Linked DNA regions of Gossypium hirsutum: region 2 is linked to region 1. The links are chromatin contacts, called in public Hi-C maps. All regions are on one chromosome and are shown on one strand. Each heading gives the region's core, a stretch centred on a gene start, on an enhancer-like site or on the middle of the called end of the contact. The rest is flanking DNA. Distances are from core to core; before and after follow the strand shown.

What was found. Hi-C and Micro-C count contacts between places; a contact is called where the count stands out from the background.
Region 2: a Hi-C map of leaf shows a contact between it and region 1, with 4 times the contacts expected there. The contact joins the promoter of LOC107900691 here to the promoter of LOC107900694 in region 1. A contact is called at or near these places in 16 of 34 Hi-C or Micro-C datasets (anther, callus, fibers and 4 more).

The regions. Positions count from the first base shown.
Region 1 is chrD08:54,723,379-54,729,786 of Gossypium_hirsutum_v2.1, forward strand. It overlaps LOC107900694, which reads left to right and starts at 2,333. Exons shown (of 6, transcript XR_005916871.1): 1 at 2,333-2,649; 2 at 2,765-2,832; 3 at 3,042-3,124; 4 at 4,341-4,410; 5 at 4,896-5,283; 6 at 5,581-6,408. It overlaps LOC107900692 (AP-4 complex subunit epsilon), which reads left to right. Exons shown (of 11, transcript XM_041098415.1): 11 at 464-1,982. The coding sequence ends at 1,510.
Region 2 is chrD08:54,917,899-54,924,306 of Gossypium_hirsutum_v2.1, forward strand. It overlaps LOC107900691 (arabinosyltransferase XEG113), which reads left to right and starts at 3,814. Exons shown (of 13, transcript XM_016826373.2): 1 at 3,814-4,248; 2 at 4,595-4,864; 3 at 4,938-5,143; 4 at 5,497-5,602; 5 at 5,961-6,217. The coding sequence starts at 4,056.

The DNA.
Region 1 (6,408 bases), core at 1,083-3,582:
ATTGATGTGTTATTTAAATGCTCTGACATCTGCCCTTTAGTTTTTGGTAAGTGTTATCTCTCCTTGCTTTCTCAAATATTATGTGCTACATCTTTTAATTTTGAAATTTTCCTTGAGGAAAGAGTAATGCCATAGCCTCCTGCACTTGTCTTCCGTTATTGCATTGAATTGACCTACATGTATGCTGGATAATTCTTTTCAAACATGCCCAATACTGGAGCTTCACAAGATTGTGAATATATCTGGTGCCAGATTAAGTGGTTGATGTTTAAAGCCCCTACATTTCTATGAAACCATAGTCCAGATATGTTCAGCCATTAAACTATTTTTGGGTACTTGCTAGGGCTATTTGTCATTTTAGTTCCTTGTTTGTTCTGTTAACTGCATCTTGGTGGAATATTATTTGCTAAATATATATTTTATTTTCATGCAAGAGTAGATCACTTTTAGTCCTCTCTTGCAGGTTGATAAAGCCCTTTCCTTCCTTAATGATTATATCCAAGAGTCAATTGAAAAAGGTGCTCAGCCCTATATTCCTGAGAGTGAACGCACTGGAATGTTAAATATCAGCAATTTTAGGAATCAAGATCACCATGAAGCTTCGTCACATGGTCTCAGGTTTGAGGCATATGAGCTTCCAAAGCAAACAGTGCAAGCGAGGATTCCTCCTGCATCACTTGCTTCAACTGAACTTGTTCCAGTGCCAGAGGCGATGTATCCTAGGGAAAGCTACCAGACTACTACTGTGCCATCTGTATCATCAGATGCAGCATCAACAGAGCTCAAGCTACGACTAGATGGAGTCCAAAAAAGGTGGGGTAGGCAAACACACTTTCCCTCAACATCTACCTCAAATTCCACATCCCTGAAAACAGTTAATGGTATCACGCAAGTTGATGGGTCAAATACTGCAAATTCAAGAACACGTGAAACCTATGATTCTAGGAAACAAGTTGAAATATCTCCAGAAAAGCAGAAACTGGCTGCTTCGCTGTTTGGAGGTCCATCAAAAACAGAAAAGAAGTCGGCTACTGGTCATAAGAGTTCAAAGCCAAGCAGCCACATGGTGAAGTCTAGTATGGAAGTTGCTTCAGAGAAGACATCTGTTCAACAACCTCCGGACTTGCTTGATTTTGGAGAACCAACTGTCAGAAGTACTGCTCCTTCACTAGATCCATTTAAAGATCTGGAGGGTCTTCTTGAGCCAACAACTCAAGTTTCTTCAGCAGTGAATCATAGTTCAACTGCTGCTGTTACGAAGTCCCCTGATATAATGGGATTGTACACAGAGACAACTGCTGGCGCACACCATAAAGACAGTGATATTTTATCTGGCTTGTCAAAGCCGCCAATGACAAATATGGTTGGTGGCACTACAACCATGCAAGTAGCTCAAAGTAGTAAGGGCCCCAACCTTAAAGATTCATTGGAAAAGGATGCACTGGTTAGGCAGATAGGTGTTACTCCATCGAGTCAGAATCCAAACTTGTTTAAAGATATACTCGGGTGAAATATATTGGGAAGGAAGGATTGACATGACTTACAGCAATGGGGTTTCATTATGGTTTTACTTCCATACAGCTAACAACTGGGCAGTTGATAGGTGAACCATACGAGCATTGAGGTATCATTAGCACAGATATGCAGAGATTGTGGTATTAATTTGATTCAGCCACCTCGAATGGGGTTTAAGAGTCAGGTACGGGTCTGTAGTTGTTGGACAGTACAGAGTTTCGTTTCTTTTTTTTGGAATATTATTTCCTTTTTTCCATTTTTGGGTCGTAGGCAAACAGCGCAAGACAGCGGTGTTCTTTGTAGTGAATTTGAGATTTCGTGGCTGTTCCAACTGCAAGGCTTTTTTTATATGGCTGGCTCAATCCGAAAAACGAAAACGGGTTTTTGTATTGTATGATGTTGAGTCTTTGTTGTGATGACAAATAATAATGCTTCAAAGTGGTATAATAAGGGCGAGTTTGGTTGAACGGTGTGTTTATTATAATTAGTGTAAAAATATCAGTGGCGGTGAGATTAAATATTATAACGGAAAACAAAAAAATAAGTTAAATGTATTATATCACATCGTTCACTCAAACCTGTTGGTGTGTTTGTTAAATATATATAATATATACATGTGCATATTTGCTTTGTATTAATATTATAGGTAATTTTGCCAAATTTCATCAAATTATATCATTTAAATTTTAGTATTAATTTTTTCGTTGATAAAAACTCTGGTATAATTTTTATGAGAAAATTTGGCTCAAATATATTAATGATAAACTTTCAGTGATATCATCTAATAAAATTAAAGAACTATATATTTTTTTATAAAAGTTAATGTTAAATTAGGTTACTCTGTAAATATCCGTACATGAACGGCTCCTAAATGTATCTCTACTGCTTGCTCGAGGCGATATTGGAGAAATTCTAAATTTTAACGTTGAATTGATTGGGAAATAGGAAGCATACTCTGCACACTTCAATTTTGGGTGTTCTTTGGTTGTTTGTATTGTATTTTATCCAAAAAGAAATGGGTAGCAGAAATGGCGGTGGAGCTCCTACGATGATAAGAAGAAGACAATCCGATTTTAAAATGTCCTTCAACCTCGCTCTTCGCTCCCTTCTCACTACCTGTTCTAAAGAGGCTAGGTCACCTTTTTTTCCTTTTTATTCTTGAGATTTTTTTTTTCTCTTGTAAGTTTTTCTCAAAGCTGGATCACAATGTGCATACTTTTAAATGGTTTTCTCTATTGTAATTATGAAGGATTTTAGTAAAGAATTTCCAAAATTTACAAGTACAGAGCAAGAACGTCTCTACCAGCGTTTATTCAGGTTCATTCTTTTTTCCCCCTTCAGTTGCCATATCAATAGTTCACTTTTGCATGCAAATCTTTTTCCAGGAATATCTTCTTATTATTTATGTTCTCTCGATCCTTAATAGAAGTATTCCTACTTCTCAAAAATAATTAATCTAAAAGAGGAAAAAGTAATATATATTTCAACACTATCTGGAACGAGTTTTTTTTTCTTGATTTTAACAGCGAGCTCCTTTTTGTCCAAGCCTTTAACCAATGGCGCTACGGATCATATTCAGGTCATTACCACTTTGCATGGGAGTATAGAGGTATACCGTATATATTACCCTTTGCTTTCATAACTCTTAAATTACGTTTGTTAGTGTTCTAATTATCTGTCCCCTTTATCTCTTTAAATTAGTTACAACAATCGCACCTAACAAGTGTTTGTAGTTAAGTGGTTTGCTATATTATATGAAAACTTTTCTCGACTCTGTTGCTTCCTTTGAATTGATTATTAGGGGGAACAGAAATTAGGTCAGTTTTCTCTACTAATTTATGGAATTACATAGCTGAATAGTATGAATCCTGATGGAAACAGCACAATCTCTAAATAAAAGTTATTGCAGCTTTCAGCGATAATTAAAGTAGCATCCATATCACTACTTACGCTGAGTAACAATGCAGCCAAGATGATTGCGTTATGTTTATCTGTTGTTCCACTTAGTTCTTCTAAACATTTTAGTATAAACCCTTTTATTACTTCTCTGGTTATTTCATTGATATCTGTTTATTAAACAACTGATCTATTTTGTTTTATCATTTGGATGTGTACACAAATCAAGGTAAAATATGGGGGAGGGATACGACCATTAGGATTCTGGAGGTCATATCATTCCTTGAGCTGTAATTATCTAGCACGAAGATTTTGGCTTAATAATGTGTCCTGGTAGACCCAGGTATAAATTATTGGCAAAAGATGAGTTTTTGAAAGCACTTATGTCAAGTCTATAACATTAACTAAGCCTAATTAGTTAAAGCTAGTCAGGGTATGTTTTAGCACCACTTGAGATGGGCAATTCCATTGAAAATAAAAAATGTGTTGGAAAAGGTTAGGGAAACCCCTCCCCAACTCTCCTCTGTCTTTTCCAAACTAATTAGCCTAAATGTTTTATTTGGAATCAATGAGTTTGTTCAGGCAATTCTGGGAGGTTTTGTTGAAACTTGAGTTTTTCAAAGACGGTTAAATTAGATTCACAGGTTCATATCTTATACCACAATCTTATACCATGAGCACAGTCTTATACCATTCAGCAACAAACTAATTGAGTGGACAACAAAACGCGAAATGGAGATACTGATTTAGAGATAAAGCCACGATAAATCTCCAAATAAAACCAATTGGGAGAACCCCCCGTAGCATACATGATTCACTATATTGCATTCAAGTTGCTGACCATATTATTGCATTTAATTTGTGTCCAGCACCTATTGTATCACTTCTGTGCGCGTGACTTTGGATTTTTAAATTTCTGTGTTTTGCAGGTAGAACTGCCCTTGATACTGTGGGGCAACTTGTGGAAGAACAATGTCTTGACCATTTCTTTTCTGATAAGTGGGTATCTATCTGGTTTCTAACATTGTCTGAATGTTGGGTGCTTAACTGATAACAGTGGATAACATTTTTTTAGTTCAATCCTATTTCAACATTTGCTGTTTCAGATTGAATTGTCAAAGAATTGTTATATTAGCTTCTTATTCTGGATGTTAGAACTTAAATTCTGGTTTTGTGCCAATCTTCCATTGTCAAGTTGTGTCTCTTCTCCTTGAATCAAACATCCCAATGGTGTTCAAAGTTCAATAAATTAATTTAGGTCTTATAAACAAGGACATTCTTTACTCTAAAAATATCTTGCACTCTAGGCTAATGAGTATAGGCTTAAGTAAATGAGCTGACCGAGTGGAAAACATAAAGAATTTTATTTCTATTTGTTTGCAACCATCAAACGCCACAGATTTCTGTCAGTTGTTGCCTGTCTAAACAAGCACTTACTTCTGCCGTGTCATGTATTTAACACCTGTTGAGTTTTGGATCCACAGTTTGATATGAAGATTAGGGGAGCAAGCTGGTGCTGACTGATTTCACATAAGTTGGGAAATTGTTATCGGTTCTGTTGTTTGTTTTACTGGAATGAACCTTGAGATCCAGAAGTCGTCCTAAACATGTATTTTAGTTTTTTTTTCCTGGAAAGAAATGCTAAATGGAGACAAGATAGATTTTTGTTTGCTTTTGGGCTGCATTAATATCCAAAAGCTGCAGAGAACCTCAGATTTCTGAAAGACACGTTAAGTTATGCAGTGATTATTGTTCCTTCCTTTGTTTGAAATGCTGAGAATTGAATGTAGGACTAATGTAATGGATGCAGTGCACAATTTGTCAACAGCAAAGAAAGCTGAGGTCCCGTACTTAAGGAACCTGCTAGAAAGGGTAGGAAATGAACTGGTGAAGTTTGTGTTGCAAAGTTGCCTTCGTCTCTTTATGCATGATTTTGCAATCATTTTTGAGCTTTAAAGTATGAACAGAGCTATGTAAGTGGTCAAAATAGTGATGAAAAAACTTTGAACTGTTCATAATGAAGTAGAATTCTGTGTTCTTGGGATTTACAGACTTGATTTCCAGTTTGGCTGAAATTAGGTGTTAGGCGTCTACCCTATTGATTATGCTTTGTTCTAACTGACATACTGGGACGTTATGGCAGTTATATTATTTCCAATTTGTTAATAGGCTGAAGGACAAAACTGCCTCATCCAAGCTCAGGTTGAGCTACATAAGAATAAAAACACGGAGAAGTCACGGGCGTGAAAGATGTTGAGGTGTGTATTTCTCATTGTGAATATTTCCTCTCTTTTCCCAAACAATGTGGTTCATGAAAAATGAGTTTGATAGCTATTTTAAGTTGGGGAAATCTTAATCTCATTTGACTGATGCAACTTTTGCTGTTAATGGGTGACATTTTTAAGTTACTAGGAGCATAAGATTTCTGGCTTTTAATAATCTGCATTTTGTGGGCTAATATGTGGTTCTTGACTGAAAGGGATGGGTATTACCTTTTGAATCTGACGGACCGTTGTAAATCAGACTACTGGAGTTTGTCTGAAGCAAAAAAGAGGAGCGATTGGTTGTGAAATTGTCTTATTTTTCATAGGAACTAAGGTTGAACAGTGGTTCTTAAAGTCATGTGTTGACAACCCTTTTATCCTTGGTAGGCAGGGCCAGGTGAGATTTGCATAACCAAACTTGTTCTTCAAAGGATGTGAAGATAATAATAGGTTAGATAAGAAGACAAAGAATGAAGCAAAAAAATAAAATGTATTATAGGTGGCAGTGGCAGTGGCAGTGGTGAGTTGGATGGATATGACATGTTCGCTTGTCTTGTCTTTGTCTTTCTGTTGGTTGGATGATGTAGGCATAAATCACGATGACAATGTGGGAAGAATAACAATATAAATGAATGAACGAATAATTGAGATTTGGGACCTTTTTGTCTTGGGTTTGAATTTAAATGACTCTGTAAGGCCGGCGTTCCTTGCTATCGGCAGCAGGGGCAGTTAA
Region 2 (6,408 bases), core at 2,564-5,063, 200 kb after region 1:
ATTATATCATGTCATTCTATTTCCATTTCAATAGTTAACTGTTTTTCCTGGAGAACAATAGTAAATTGGCTTCAAGCATGTGAGAGGGTAATGCTCACACAAGCTAACGAAAGGAAATTAACCAATATATGATGTTGCTCACACAAGCTACAGAGAATCCGTAACATATGCAAGATCTCAAGCCATCGATATGGTATCCATCATCGATACATAGTACCTAATAAATATAAATTGGCACAGAGTGCTTGATACTGTAACTCAGGTACAAAGTACCTAATACTGTAATCACCGGCAACTAGTGTCTGATACGCCCTAATGACATGTCATTTGTATCCTAACTATTCACTAAGTTCACTCGGGCTTATCATGTTTTACCAAGATCATTACATACTCAAATTTTACCTTTCAAACCATAATCTTTCAATTTTATTATCATTCAATAGATCACAGAATCATTCAAATTCATATAACCAAACACATAATTAATTAAAACATTAATAAATGTAATATGAACTTACCAAAATACAATAGCTATCAACATTTGACAACGACTACTCAACGACTTTTCCTTTCCCGCAATTATCAACCAACTGATCCGTTTCTTAATTTAAATATAATAATTTTATTCAATTAATTGATTTAATAACACAAAACATTTAAATTCACATATTTGACCCTTATTCGTCATTTTGCACATTTACCCTATACATTTATCTTTTATTCAATTTAATCCCTAAACCTGAAACTTCCAAAACTATCACATTTACACCAACTTCATGCTAGCCAAATGTTCCCTCATTCCATTATAGCCCATATTTATTAATCACAAGAATTTCATGCTCAATTTAATATTTTATTAATTCAGTCCTTTAACTTAAACTAACCAAAATCACTTTACAAAATAGTCATATTTAACTATCAAGTTTAATAATCTAACAAAAAACTTCAGAAACATCACAAATTCATCCATGACATAATTCTAAATTTTAACAATTTTATGAATTAGTCTCAGGATTAGCTAGATTAAGCTACAATGATGTCAAAAATATAAAAATTATGAAAAAAACGGGTTGAAAAACACTTACATGCACCCAATTAGAGCTTGGCCGAAATTTAAGAACTCAAAAATGGTGTTTTTCTCCTCTTACAATCGGTGGTGATGAAAAAATAAAGATGACAACATGTTTTGTTATCTTTTATTTTCAGTTTATTTATTAAATTAACATTTTAACTCAAATTTCACACAAAACCTATCACCTAACTGTCCACTATACTTCAATTTGGTAGATTTACCATTTCAAGCACTTAATTCATGGTTTTATAACTATATAATTTAACTTATAGTAATTATTTTTTACAACTTTCACGATTTAGTCCTTTTTACTTAATTAACTATCTAAACGTTAAAATTTTCTAACCAAAATTTAATACGACATTGTAATAACTATATAAATATTAAATAAATAATAAAATATTGACTAATCGAAATCGCGATCTCGAAACCACTGTTTCTGATACCACTAAAAACGGGTTGCTACAGCAACATTGCCAGGCTTAATGGTTGCAACATTCTCATCCAAATATGGAAAAATATCCTCAAAAAATTTCACATGGTGGGACACAAAGAACTTCTTAGAATCCAGATCATATAAATATCAACCCTTTTGTTCCAAAAGGGTACCCAACAAAAACACACTTTCGACTTCGACTAACAAACTTATCACCTTTAGAACGTTGATTATGAGCAAAACATAAGCACCAAAACACACGAAGATCATCAAACAAAGGACGGCTACCAAACAACATTTCATAGGGTGTTTTATTGTGAAGAAGAGGTGAAGGAGTTTGATTAATGAGATGAGATGTAGCCAACACGCACTCTCCCCCAAAAGATATAAGTAGATTTCCCTGGAAACGTAAAGCACGAGCTACATTTAAAATATGTTGATGTTTCCTCTCCACTTTCCCATTTTGTTGAAGAGCCTCAACTCAAGATGTTTGAAAAATAATGCCATTTGCAAGAAAATAATCCTGAACAATTAAATTTCGTCATATTATCACTTCTAACACACTTTTTTTATTGAGAAATTGGCGGTCAACCATAGCAATGAATAACATGAAAACTTTGAAAACCTCTTTTTTTTATTTTCCAATAGATATACCCAAATAGCACGAGAAAAATCATCAACTAATGTCAAAAAACAATGAGATCCACAAGATGAAGGAGTGTCATAAAAACCCCATAAATCACAATGAACTAACTCAAAAATACGAGTGGTTTTTTGTTCACTAATTGAAAAGTTATTTCTAGCCTGCTTAGCACGATGACAAATTTAACATGCTTTATTTAGATTATCTCTAGAGTTACTAACATAAGGAAGTAATTTTACTACTTTCTCGGAAGGGTGACCCAATCTTCTATGCCAAAGTTCCAAAGAGGATGAAGCTTCAATTGAAACCACTTTGACCATCGAAACATGTCGGAAGTAGTAAAGTCCATCTCGTCTCTCACCCGTTCCAATCAGCTCCCTCGAATGAAGGTGAATAGCATATATGATAGTAGAAGATTGGACAAAACAGTTCATATCATCATTCAACTGGGAAACCAAAATTAAATTACAGTTTAATTTAGGAATGTAAAGAACGTGTTTTAATTGAATTTTTTCCTCAATTTAACCATTCCTTCTTGGGTAGCCACCATTGTTTGGCCATCAGAGAGTCCTATGGAACATGCTACAGCATCTCTCACATTCGTCAAACACATAAGATCACTCGTAACATGATTTGAACACCCCGTATCAATAATCCAATTATTATTGAACTTACCATTCAACCGAGTGGAAGTTGATTGTTTATTACCAAACACCGCTAAAAGAGACTACTATTGCTCAACGGTAAAACCAGGAAGTGTCGCCCTCCTTGGTGGTGATGGAGGAGGAGCAGACTCGCCGCCAGGCATTTAGAATGATGAAAGAAAAAAAAATTGTGTCAAAAACCTTGTTCAGATGCCACTTGAATTTTATTGATAGACCTTAAGGATATATATATCTATACAGTAGTAGTTACGTAGGAATCAAATTGCTAAAAGATAATATCCTATAATATCCATTATGAATCAAATTGCTAAGAGATAATATCATATCATAATATCCTAACACTTTTAAATAATTTCTTTTTCACATGTGCGCAGAAAGATCAGTTTACTTATTTTTTTTACTCGAAGAAAAAAATGCAATATAGAAATTATTATGGTATTTTTACTTAAATATGCATAGTTACATCTCTCATTTCTCACCTCCTCTTATTCAAATTTAGAATGAATTTTTTTGGTGTTGTAAAATATTTAGAATGGTTTGTTTTATATGCTAAGATGAACTTTCCTTTAATTTTTCTAATCTACCAATTATATCACCTTTCCAACTTTTTATTCCCCTTTACTTTTACAAATAAAATTTAATTTTACGTAGATTAATTAAAAATTTCTTGAAAATCCCCGAGTGTGAACCGAGGGGGTTTTCACTCTAGTGAAATATTTGTTATTTTGTAAGCAAAATGAAATATTGCATTGACTAAAACATGTATCAAATGAAGGGATTGTAAAATGTTTTCCAAGTAAAAACCAAGCCATAATCCCACAAAATTCGGACAAGATTCTGAAATGTTGTCCATCACCAAGCTCTGCTCTGCACCAGACACCCTGATCTTAAAACCACTTATCGCTTGCCATTTTGTGTATGACTCAATAGAAATCTATTCTCTTCTATGTTGTTGTAAATTTTATAATAGTCCCTATGCCAGCTTGCCACATGGTAAATTCTAAAATAATAGCTGATTTGTGATATAAATAAAAGACAAGGGGCTGGGAAAGTTGACCAAGCTATAGCCTACAGCTCTTACATAACAAGTTGCTACAGCTATTGAATTTGATCTGAAAACTCCTAAATTAAACATGGAGTCCGGACTACTATAATCGAAACCCCCTTTCCTTTGTTTCGCATTTTCATCCTGAAAAAATTCAACGCCAAAAAGAGATCAAGTTGGAACCCACAGCAAAGATGGGGGGATGGAGAAACGCAGTTCAAGAGGCTGCTGCTTCTAAACCTCTGTTTCTGACGATATACACCACCATTATCGTGGGGATAGTGGCGACTTCTTTTTATGTGTTCTCCGCCATTTACTCTCCATCCGCTTCCACCAGCACCCAGTCTATCTCTACTTCTTGGCTTTCCTCCCCTCCTCTCTCCCAAAGTACGCTCCTTGTTCTTTTTTCTTTTGTTTTTTAATTTAAGCTTCTATGTATGTGCAAATGGCATATCATATGTTATTAGAACAACTGAGTAAACATTGTTTTCGTTATTGGATCCTAATCAAAATGGAATATTGCTAATGGGTTTTTGTTAGTTTGACTTTTTGTTTGTATGTTAGACCCTTTCTTCCCCTAGCTTCTTTTATGGAATTATGTTGCAATTTTGAAGACTTTCTTTGATACCCTTTATTATGATGTTCTGTTCAGTACATCAACTTCACTCTTTTAGCATTTGCTTTACCATTAGTCAATTACATGATTTTATTAACTGATGTCCTCAAATGGTAGATGGTGGTTCTAATTTCAGTAACAACATTTCTCAACCAACAGACAAAGCATCACAACCTGGTAGCAACCAGTTGAAAACTATATGGGAGGCTCCGCCTAGTAATTCGAAAATGCCACCTTTGGAGTCCTTTAAATTAACAAAAGAACTGGTTGGAGAAAGGGCGAAAGACAATGTCATTATTGTCACCTTTGGCAACTTTGCGTTTATGGATTTCATCTTGACTTGGGTTAAACACTTGACGGATCTTGATGTTTCTAATCTTCTTGTTGGTAAGTTGTTAAAATCTTCCTGCAGTTAACTGTGCTTAAAAGTGGACAATGAATTGGAATCGTTGTGATTTAGGTGCTATGGACACCAAACTGTTGGAGGCTTTGTATTGGGAAGGTGTTCCAGTATTTGATATGGGCAGCGATATGAGCACAATAGATGTTGGATGGGGCTCTCCTACATTTCATAAAATGGGGAGAGAGAAAGTATTACTTATAAATGCTATACTTCCTTTTGGTTATGAGCTATTGATGTGTGATACAGACATGGTGTGGCTCAAGGTACTCCCTTTCCAATCCAGATCAAGTTTTTCTTTGTTGTTTACATGACACTAAGCTATAGTTTGATTGTTTCACTTTTTCTTCCCTTAAATTGGATAAGTTTTATTTTATTACAATGCTATCATACTGTGGAAGAATATGGATTTCTCTGATTCTATAAGAAATAAAATTTCAGTGAGAAATACTAGTTTTTCCTGGCGGTTGCATTTGCTTTGTGTGTACTTTTATTGGCTTGTGTAATGCTTCTTACTCTGCTGTCATCATTTCTTTATATTTTAAATCATGATCCTTAATGGTCACTTCAGAAGATATACATTAAAGTCATACTTGATGTGGCTTGCCCCTTTCCACAGGATCCGCTTCCATATCTTGCTCAGTACCCTGATGCTGATATCTTAACTTCAAGCGACCAAGTTGTGCCAACAGTTGTTGATGACAGATTGGCTGATTGGAAACAAGGTAAAAAATGTTTCAAGTTGTGGCCCAGAGTAGTATTGTTACTGGAGACCTGCCCTCTTCTTTTCTAGGAGAAGAGAGTAGAAAGGTTGTCGATTGATGTAGCGTTTTAATTTCGCATATCCTACGCTGCCTTTAGATTGCTTTCACCTTCTATGTTAAGTGTTAAACTCTTCATTTATGAAGCAGGGACTGCTCAGTTTGCACTGCAGCCTTAAGCCTCTTTTTCCATTTGTTGTTAACACTCAGTGCACTGAATTAGAGAATGTCTAACTTATAAATTTATCATTTTCTTCTTTTTACTCTTATTACCAGTCTTGTGACTCCTTCGCTCAACTGATTCTATCTTTTCCTTGAATAGTTGGTGCTGCCTACAATATAGGAATTTTCCACTGGCGGCCGACAGAGCCTGCCATAAAACTGGCAAAAGAATGGAAAGATATGCTTTTAGCTGATGACAAGATATGGGATCAGAATGGATTTAATGAACTTGCACGCAAGCAGACAGGGCCAGCCGTTGATGATGATAGTGGACTTTTTTATGCGTTTGATGGAACTCTCAAGCTGGGAATTCTACCAGAAAGTATATTTTGTAGTGGACACACTTATTTTGTTCAGGTGGGATCTGTATGCTTGTTCACGGTGAATTTGATAGTCTTATGTTTTTATTTTACTGATGGTTGTTGAAATTCCAGTTTTTGCACTTATATGCCTTTTTGTGTTTATACCCTTGAGCTTTAATTTATCTTGCTTGTACCTGTTAGTAAATAGCAGCATATGTTGTATATTAAGCTTGTCTTAAGCCTTAA